Linked DNA regions of Mus musculus: regions 2 and 3 are each linked to region 1. A link is a contact called in public ChIA-PET and HiChIP or PLAC-seq data. All regions are on one chromosome and are shown on one strand. Each heading gives the region's core, a stretch centred on a gene start, on an enhancer-like site or on the middle of the called end of the contact. The rest is flanking DNA. Distances are from core to core; before and after follow the strand shown.

The links. ChIA-PET counts read pairs in DNA pulled down with a chosen protein or histone mark. HiChIP or PLAC-seq counts read pairs in DNA pulled down with a chosen protein or histone mark.
Region 2: an H3K27ac HiChIP or PLAC-seq map of thymic regulatory T cells shows a contact between it and region 1, with 2.5 times the contacts expected there. The contact joins two enhancer-like sites. A contact is called at or near these places in 1 of 484 Hi-C or Micro-C datasets (natural killer cells) and 1 of 115 datasets of contacts at active chromatin or transcription factors (thymic regulatory T cells).
Region 3: a contact with region 1 is called in an RNA polymerase II ChIA-PET map of memory CD8 T cells, with 25 read pairs. The contact joins two enhancer-like sites. A contact is called at or near these places in 1 of 484 Hi-C or Micro-C datasets (CD4 T cells) and 2 of 115 datasets of contacts at active chromatin or transcription factors (memory CD8 T cells and pancreatic cancer cells).

The regions. Positions count from the first base shown.
Region 1 is chr2:13,412,343-13,415,335 of GRCm38.p6, forward strand. All of the region lies in intron 27 of Cubn (cubilin (intrinsic factor-cobalamin receptor)), which reads right to left. Among named protein-coding and RNA genes, the nearest start is that of Cubn, 78 kb to the right of the region's middle. Within about 2 kb of position 1,414, at least 226 of the 459 cell types and tissues checked have an H3K27ac peak or open chromatin away from gene starts, as enhancers often do. A contact at or near this core is called in memory CD8 T cells and thymic regulatory T cells, where this site is marked.
Region 2 is chr2:13,756,082-13,759,074 of GRCm38.p6, forward strand. The region is part of intron 2 of St8sia6 (ST8 alpha-N-acetyl-neuraminide alpha-2,8-sialyltransferase 6); the gene reads right to left. Among named protein-coding and RNA genes, the nearest start is that of St8sia6, 36 kb to the right of the region's middle. Within about 2 kb of position 1,605, at least 38 of the 459 cell types and tissues checked have an H3K27ac peak or open chromatin away from gene starts, as enhancers often do. A contact at or near this core is called in thymic regulatory T cells, where this site is marked.
Region 3 is chr2:13,717,498-13,720,490 of GRCm38.p6, forward strand. All of the region lies in intron 3 of St8sia6 (ST8 alpha-N-acetyl-neuraminide alpha-2,8-sialyltransferase 6), which reads right to left. Among named protein-coding and RNA genes, the nearest start is that of St8sia6, 75 kb to the right of the region's middle. Within about 2 kb of position 1,539, at least 32 of the 459 cell types and tissues checked have an H3K27ac peak or open chromatin away from gene starts, as enhancers often do. A contact at or near this core is called in memory CD8 T cells, where this site is marked.

The DNA.
Region 1 (2,993 bases), core at 164-2,663:
TGCATGTATGTATGTATGCATGTATGTATGCATGCATGTGTGTATGCATGTGGGTATATAATGTCTCTAATGCTGCAATTGGAAATCTTCCCCATTTAAAAAGTTAAACCAGAATTCCTAACTAAGATTTATGATATTTAAAACTTAACCTTGTGACCAGCATTTCCTACCAGTGCAGTGTGCCTGTATGCATGATCCTCCCTGTGCAGTCTGCATGCACCCATGGTCCTCCCTTTGCAGTGTGCCTGTACCCATGGTCCTCCCTGTGCAGTGTGCCTGTACCCATGGTCCTCTCTTTGCAGTGTGCCTGCACCCATGGTCCTCCCTGTGCAGTGTACTCACAAGCATTGATAGTAGATGCCTCTGGACTTTTCTGCTTTGGGCTTAAGTATGGGAGGAAGAGAGGTGGAAAGTTGTGGGAAATAATGTCAAACTTTGTGCATGTAAAGGGATTTTTAAGTGGCTTAACGGTAGTTTGGGAAATTGTGGTAGGTTTTGTTCTTATTCATCTGAATCCTATGCTTCAAGTTCGAGAGGCTATGAGGAGCAGAGACCAGAGCTCTTTTGAACCAAAGGCTGGTTGTTTGAAGGCTGCAGCTCTGCATCATTTTATATAGCAAACTAGTCAGTTGAAAATTCTTCATCGTGAGGATGGTCAGAAAAGGGCAACGATTTTCTTTTCTTCTCCCAAAGACAGGGGTCTTAGGTAGCCAGTCTGATTGTAAATGGATCCTCCTGCCTCAACCTCTAAAGTGCTGTGATGTGTGTGTGTGTGTGTGTGTGTGTGTGTGTGTGTGTGTACCACCACTCTCTGTCTGAAAAGAATTTTGATCGCCTAAAAAATAAAGAATTCATATATTTTTATAATTTAAAAAAAATCGCCGGGAAGTGGTGGCACACACCTTTAATCCCAGCACTTAGGAGGCAGAGACAGGAGGATTTCTGAGTTCAAGGCCAGCATGGTCTACAGAGTGAGTTCCAGAACACAGCCAGGGCTACACAGAGAAACCCTGTCTGGAAAAACAAAACAAAACAAAAAAATCACATTTTACCCAGACAATTTTGGAGTCAACATCTTGTCTAAGATGCATCTTGGACTGCTTAATGACGTAAGAGAGATCAGCTTCATTGCTATACTTTTCAAAATTCTGAATGTGGATTATCCTAGTAGAAAGCTATATTCTCCCAGCTGGTATGGAGACAAAACTAAATGTCTGGCCTATAGAATGCACTTAAACTCACTTGTGAGTGGCAGGTGCTCTACTGTAAGCAGGGCTATTAGCAGACAGCTAACGTTGTGGAAGCCCACTTCCTCTAAAGGACTGTTCCAGGAAACATGACTCATCTGCTCAGGAAATGAGCAAGGAGGCGCGCCCTGATCAAAGAGTCAAACCCACTGTGGCTCACACACACAAAACCTCTTCTGCTTCTCTGCTTTGTTCTAACCAGGAAGGGAGCTTTTAATTACCAGGCTTCAGACAGAGAAGCTCTGTGGCTTTTGGAAGAAGGCTGAGAGGCAGAAGGAAGGAGCTGTGCTGTTCACACATGGGGACACTCTGTGTACAACTCTGTTATCATAAAGGGGAAAATGTTTGTAGACTATGGCTTTTGGGGTGGACACATAAGTATTTATGTGTGAAGGGTGTATTTTTGAGCACGTGGGTCTAAGCACATGTGAATGCTGCTGTGTGCAGGCCAAAGATCAACACTGGATGTCTTCAATTGCTCTCTACTCTGTTTAAGACAAAGTTTCTTCCCAATTTGACTAAGTTGGCTGGCCAGATCCAGGGATCCTCCTGTTTCCACATGCCTATCCCAGTGCTGGGGTTACAGAGATGTGAGGTGTACTATCACACCCAGCTTTTTACACAGGAGTCTGAACGCAGGTGCTCTTGCTTGTGTGACAAATACTTAGTAACTGAAACAACTCCCCAGGTCCCAAATACAGCTTTTGACAGTGCAAAAGGCTAGGGGCTGAACCATAGTCTGGGAGATTCTTTTTTTTTTAATATTTTTTATTACATATTTTCCTCAATTACATTTCCAATGCTATCCCAAAAGTCCCCCATACCCTCCCCCCCCCCACTTCCCTACCCACCCATTCCCATATTTTTGGCCCTGGCGTTCCCCTGTACTGGAGCATATACAGTTTGCGTGTCCAATGGGCCTCTCTTTAGTCTGGGAGATTCTATTCATGCTAGAATAATAATGCACTGTTTATGGGCATGTGTCCTATGCTGGGCATTACTGGGGGTTAAAATGCCTAGCAACTCTGCAATGAAGTCTCTACAAACTGAGGTGAGTGCAAGTGTAGTTAATGCAGAATTGTGAAATGCATCAATGATGCAAAGAAAACTGATTGTTTTCTTCACCCCAATTTTCTTTCTAAAAGCCAAAAAATGTTAAATTGTAGCAAATATACTCATTCTTTGTTAAAGGATTATAGAGAAGCACGGAGCAGTTTTTAAGGCCGTTACTAACAGTTTCCAAACCTTCAATGTGTCAATGGAACCTCTCCATTCTGTTTCCTCAAAGAGCTTCAGTTAAATCAGTAGACTAGAATATGGGTGTTGTCATTTCTCATTTATACTTTGTGCAAGGTGCCAAGATGCATCGAGGAAGCTGGCTGCAGTCATCAGCAAAAAGAAAAGGAAGAATTCTAAACGAGGGGCCACTAATTCCCTCCGCCTGCAGGATGGATGCACTATGAATCCCTATGGCTGGCTCAGGAGCTCTGCTTCGATTAGTACCGCGAACAGCAGTTAGCATTGTTTGCTGTGTGCTAGGCCCTGTTCTCATTCTTTGTGTGTATTAGCTCATTTACTTTGATTGTTCCATTTTACTGAGGGAAATGACACCCAGAGACTGAACAACCCATCCATGGTTATTCAAGCTTAGATTTAAACCCAGGCTTACTGGCTCTAGAATCTTCTTTCTAAACCGTCATGCTCTACTGAGCAGCATAGAAAGGACTGAGCAGGTCTGCAATAGAG
Region 2 (2,993 bases), core at 355-2,854, 340 kb after region 1:
TCTAAAGGGGAACCGGAGTCAGAATTTTCCTTATTCCCAGAAAGCAGGCTCTTTTTGGTGGCTCAGTGCATAGCTTGTACTCTCAACCTTTACTCCTAAAAGGACAGATGCAGGAGTCTGTTGAAAATGGCCCAGTATGTAAATTTCATGGGAGACCAGTTGCTCAAAAAGAGTAACTGAGTAGTGCTCTGTCTCTTTGCTTCTGAGTTCAAATTAAAAAGGGCATGCAAGAGCCCTCTCACTTGTGTGGAAAAAATGGAGCGAGATTATTTTGCTGATCGTCAGTGTTTCAAAACAATGTTTTGGCTTCATTTGAAGCCCTATTAACTTTTAGTATTATCTCTATTAGCACATCTCACTTACTAGCTGAGTGGCTAAATTTCTTTCCATGTCCATTTCTTTTAATATCATGACATCAATACTATAGCATGTATCTTATGAGCTGCTGGGATAATGAAATTATATGTAATAAATGTCTATCTGAGTTTGTCTCACTGCAGCCTTCTTGGTCCTGCCCACCCTGGACCCTGTCCTCTTCCTTAGTCCTGTGTTGGTTGTATCTCCTATAGAATTACATGCATTATAAATCCTAACACCTCCATCCATGCACTGATTTCACAAACATTGACTTTTATTCATTAGATGACACTCAGTAAATGCTGGAGCCATAAAACTGGTACGCAGCCCCTGCTGATGCCTAACACTCAGGATGCTCAAGGGTAGGGAAATGAAGATTCTGTTTCTTTTATTGTGATGTATTCCTTACATTTCTCAACACTGCTACAAAATACCTGAAAGCAACAACTGAAAGGAGAAGGGATTATTTTAGCTCGTGTTTTCAGAGGGATTTCAAGTTATCATGGTGGGGGAAGTCATGGTAGAACTCATGGGGGCCATGAGCAGCATCCATACACCTTGATGGAGCAGGAAGCAGAGGCTACAGCCAGAATCACAAGTAATATTATCCTCAAAGCTCTGTCCCTAGTTGCTGTCTTACATCAATCAGACTCTACCTCTTAAAGGTGCCAAGTGTGCAAAATAAGGCCACATGCTGGAGACAAAGAATTCAAGGCATAAGTCTGTGGGGAACACATTAGATTCTAGTTATAGCATGTGGTAATGAGCTCTACAGAGAAACATAAAGGGACAGAGTTAGAAGTAAGAAAACTAAGCTAGAGCTACAGAATCACTGGGACAGAGGAGAATGTGGCCATGCAAAATGAACAAGAAACACAGAGAAAAGGTCCAGAGGCCAAGAGAAGACTCTGTCCACATCAGTAGAGAGGAAGTCAGAACGATACCAATAAAAGACAGGCCAAATAAGAGGCTGCCCAACCTGGCGTAGTGGGAACCCGAGGAAGCAACTAGTTCTGGAAGAAAGGATGCTAAATTCAAGGAAGCAAGTGATACAGGAGTTAACAAGCATCGATTGACTGTGTTGCTAAAACCTCTGCAAAGATGGGCCAGGCCGTGGTTGAGAACGGAAGTCAGCTTGTGATAACTTGAGGCATGAAATTCGGTTGAACATAAACAGACTCTGTGGTTGTTGTGGCCTAGACTGCACCACCATCCCATTTCCTGTTGAGATGGTATATTTATGTTGTGAACAGAGGAGTGACTAGAGATCACACAGGCTCACGTCTTTTGCCTTAGATCTAGCATGTGCCACTCAGCTCTGCTTGCCCATAGCCCATAGCTTAGAGTCCATCTATTGTCCTTAAACTGACCCCGCCAGTTTTTCATTTTAAGAACACAACGCACTGCCCACCACACCAATAGTTTACCTATGTCCATCCCTGTGCTTTTAACATTCTATCTCATCCTCACATTTTAGGGATTAGGGATTTATTTAGCATCGTGTACATGGTGCTGTAGTTACTCCCCCACTTTCATGTATCTCTATTATTTAAGTGGAGTTGGACTATTAGGTGACCCTATATTAGGTAACCCTAAGGATATACTAACTCGGTGTGAGCAGGGATCTAGAACTCAGAATTCATCCATGCCCCCAACTTTCCTTTGTCCTCCTCTAGAATTCAAGTTCCAAAAGCTAGATCATTTCTCTGTCTAGGCTGTTCTGCAACGAGATTGGATAGAGGACAAATAAATTTAGGCAGAAATCTGGGGGTTAGAATTTCTTTGCAGATATAAAGCAAATCCTCATTATTAGTTACTTTTCTTTTTGCAGTAGGAACATCCCTGGGTCTCAGTGGTGGCTTCATGGAAATCTGCTTGCTCATGAATAGAGGGACAGCCTAAATTAGTGCTTTATCTTTGGATTCCTGAAGGCTTTGTTCGGCTAGTGGTTTGAAGGTATGGTTCATCACGGTAGATGGTAAGGTAGCAAGAAGGACCAAGGCAGCTGATACCATGTCAGGAAGCAGAGAGGTGAATGCTCAGCTCACATTCTCATATTCAACCAGTCCAGGGTCTCAACCAGTCATGGCATAGTGCAGTCCACATTCAAAGTGGGGTTTCTCACCTCAATTCAACCTCTCTTGAAATGTTCTCATATACATGCCTGGAGGTGTATTCTGGGTGACTCTAAGTCCCTCATCAACAGACTGATGACCAAGGTTAACTATCACAGGCTTATTAGGAAAATGCCCTCCCCCACCTCTCCCTTTTCTTCCATGCTGTAATATAGACTATACAGATGGCAGACACACCTGGCTGGTGGAAAGATGAGAAGCTCTACTGAGCACAGTACAGTGGAGACCAAGGAACACGGGATACTAACACTGCAGCTGCTAGGCTAGCCTAGGCTAGCTCAGAACTACTTGCTGAAAGAGATCCATTAAATATCATCTGTTATGTCTTCTGCCACCCATTGTTAAAACGGAAAAAGAAATCATGGATTACATTGCTCTTGAGAGTATCACAAGAAGAAGAAGGTTGGTGCTTGCTGCTATGAGGTTCCTGAGACTGGTGAGACCTCGAGCTGTCATCCTGTGGCCATGGCTAAGCAACTCTAGGTTCATAGCAAGTAAACT
Region 3 (2,993 bases), core at 289-2,788, 310 kb after region 1:
TGAAGAAAATATCTAATAAAAATATATTTTTTTAAAAAAAAAAGAAAAGAAAATGCCTCCATAATATCGGGCTGCAGGCAAGCATTTTCTTTTTTTTTTTTTAAGTTTTTTATTGGGTATTTATTTCATTTACATTTCCAATGCTATCCCAAAAGTCCCCCACACGCTCCCCCACCCACTCCCCCATCCTCCCACTCCCACTTCTTGGCCCTGGCGTTCCCCTGTACTGAGGCATATAAAGTTTGCACAACCAATGGGCCCCTCTTTCCACTGATGGCCAACTAGATTCATACGCAGCTAGAGACACAAGCTCCAGAGGCAAGCATTTTCTTAGCTAGTGATTGAAAAGAGAGGGTCCAGCTCATTGTAGATGGTGCCATCTCTCAATTTGTCATCCTGGGTTCTATAAGAAAGCAGACTGAGCAAGCCATGGAGAGCAAGTCAGTAAGAAGCACCCTTCCATGGCTTCTGCATCAGCTTCTGCCTCCAGGTTCCTTTCCTATTTGAGTTTCTGTCCTGACTTCCTTCAAAAAATGAACAGTGACTTGGAAGTATAAACCAAATAAACTCTTTTGTCCCCAACTTGTTTGTGGTCATGGTGTGTCATTGCAGCAATAGAAACCTAACTAAGACAAGGCCTATAATTAATAGGATGATCAAAATGGTAAAGTTATTAAATATATATGGAGTAAAGATGCTTAGCTGACCTCAACTGACAGTATTCTCTTTCCATAGCCTCAAGTTTTGACTGAAAACAGCTGCCCATACAGACACCATATCCCAAACACTGAGGCCACAGCAGCAGCAGTCACAGTCTACTGCCTCAAAGTAGTCAGCAGAGTATGAGTATGGCTGAAGTCTCTGTATAGTGTGTAAAATACAGGCTTTCACTTTGTCTTTCCAGGGCATTAACTGTTAGAGATGACTCTCAGAACCACTGAGTCAATACTCAGAATGGAATATGCCTGAGGGAATTATCCCATGAGGAAGGAGGATGTATGCAGGACAAGTCTTGATTCAAGGCCTTGAGTTCTAAGAGATTTCACTAGGGCAGTTCATCATCCTGACTGAACAGTGGAGACTAAATATCACAACTCTAATTTGGGAATGAAGTCCTGAAGCCAAAAAGAGGAGATTGTTCAAAAATTGCTAGCATTTGGGTGTTAAAAATGTCCCTCAGAAGTCATATGTAAAGGGCTTGCTCCCATTTGCCCCGTTGAGAGATGGTGGAAACTCTGAGGTAAGGCCTGGCAAGAAGGTTTCAGTTGCTGGAGGTGAACCTTTGAAGAGGATTGTGGGATTATCTTGGGTTTGCATTCTAGCCATGTGGGTGCTGCCTTCCCACCAGAGACCTAAGAGCTTCCTATCTGTCTGATCATATACAAAAGCATCTAAGATTCTAGCCCCAGAAAGTACCTTTTTCTTCATAAGCTGATTCGTCTTTGGTATTGGTTTTAGCAAATAAAACCTGACTAACCACAAGAGGCAGAGAAACGAAAGGAAGGGACAAGTAAGACTCCGCCCCACCAGCGCCTTTGAAGCAGCTGCTCTGAGGTAAGTGACATCATTTGTCTGAAGCAGTGAAGATCACACCAGACAACTCGGATACCCATACAACTATTTTTCTAAACATACAAGCAAAAACTGTAAATAGTAAGTGTGCCATAATGAGAAATGTGCAGACTAACAATGATAAGCTTGTATTTTTAATACAGTTTAATATTGCTGTTGAGTAGGGAGGGAAATCCTAGTGAAAAGGATTATAGTGAAGACACCTGGGAAGGCAGTCAGGGACAAAAAATCAGTTAGAAAATCTACCCCAGAGAAAGCATAAGCCCAAAACAACAGAAGGAGTCACATAAAGAAATACTGGCATCAAAAGAGTTAAAACTTAGGGACTGACTGATGACGATTTTTAATACTTATAGATTTTATGGAATAGAAAGCATTTTACAAACTTAAGAAATAAATGACTTCACTTTCTCATTCCATAAATATTTATGGAATTAAGAGGGTCTAATTCATGTACAGACACCAGAAACAGAACTAAAAATAAGACACTTCTCACCTTGGAGATCAAGGTTTTAAACTGAGAATAAAGAATCTTGGAGTTGGGGGATGAAGGTAAAGTGTCCATTGTATAAGCATGAAGACCACAATGTGGTTGGTCCCCAGAATCCCCTAAAAGGCAAGAGGGGTGTTGGATATTTGGACCCAGTTGCAAGGAGAGGAGGAAACAGACATCCTTGAAGCACGGTGACCAAATTGGCTAGCAACTTTGATGAGCTTCAGGCTCAGTGAAAGACTTTGTCTAGGACTGAAAATGGAAAGGGATTTACAGACATTCAACATGAACCTCTGGTCTTCGTGGACAAGCACCTGCATGTACACATATGTCCACCCAACATCATTAATAAGCATATACAACATACATGCACACACACACAGACATATATAAATATACATACAGAGAGAAAGACACTGACAGACAGACAGGCAGACACACAGAGATAGACACACAGAGAGATAAATAGACAGACACACAGACAGAGACACATAGAGAGACAGACACACACACAGACAGAGAGACAGACAGACACATAGAGAGAGACAGAGACACAGACAGACAGAAATGGAGAGAAACACATAGACATACACACAGAGACAGAGACATGTCATCAAGATATAGAGAGGCAGATAGACACACACAGAGAGAGATACAGACAGACAGACAGATACACACACACACACACACATACACACAAGAGAGAGAGACAGAGACAGAGAAAGAAAATTGCCACACATAAGACTCATTCTACTGATTGTCCTAATTCTACTGCTTAATTGTCCTTTTATTCAAAAATGTAGTCAACACTAGGCAGAAATAAAAAAAGAGTGCTATTTCCTTCCCACTGTAACTCTGTCTCCTAAATCCTATTTTAGCAACCTGAAAGGGACAAATAACCCAATGAAAGAGAAAATTCTAACTCTTT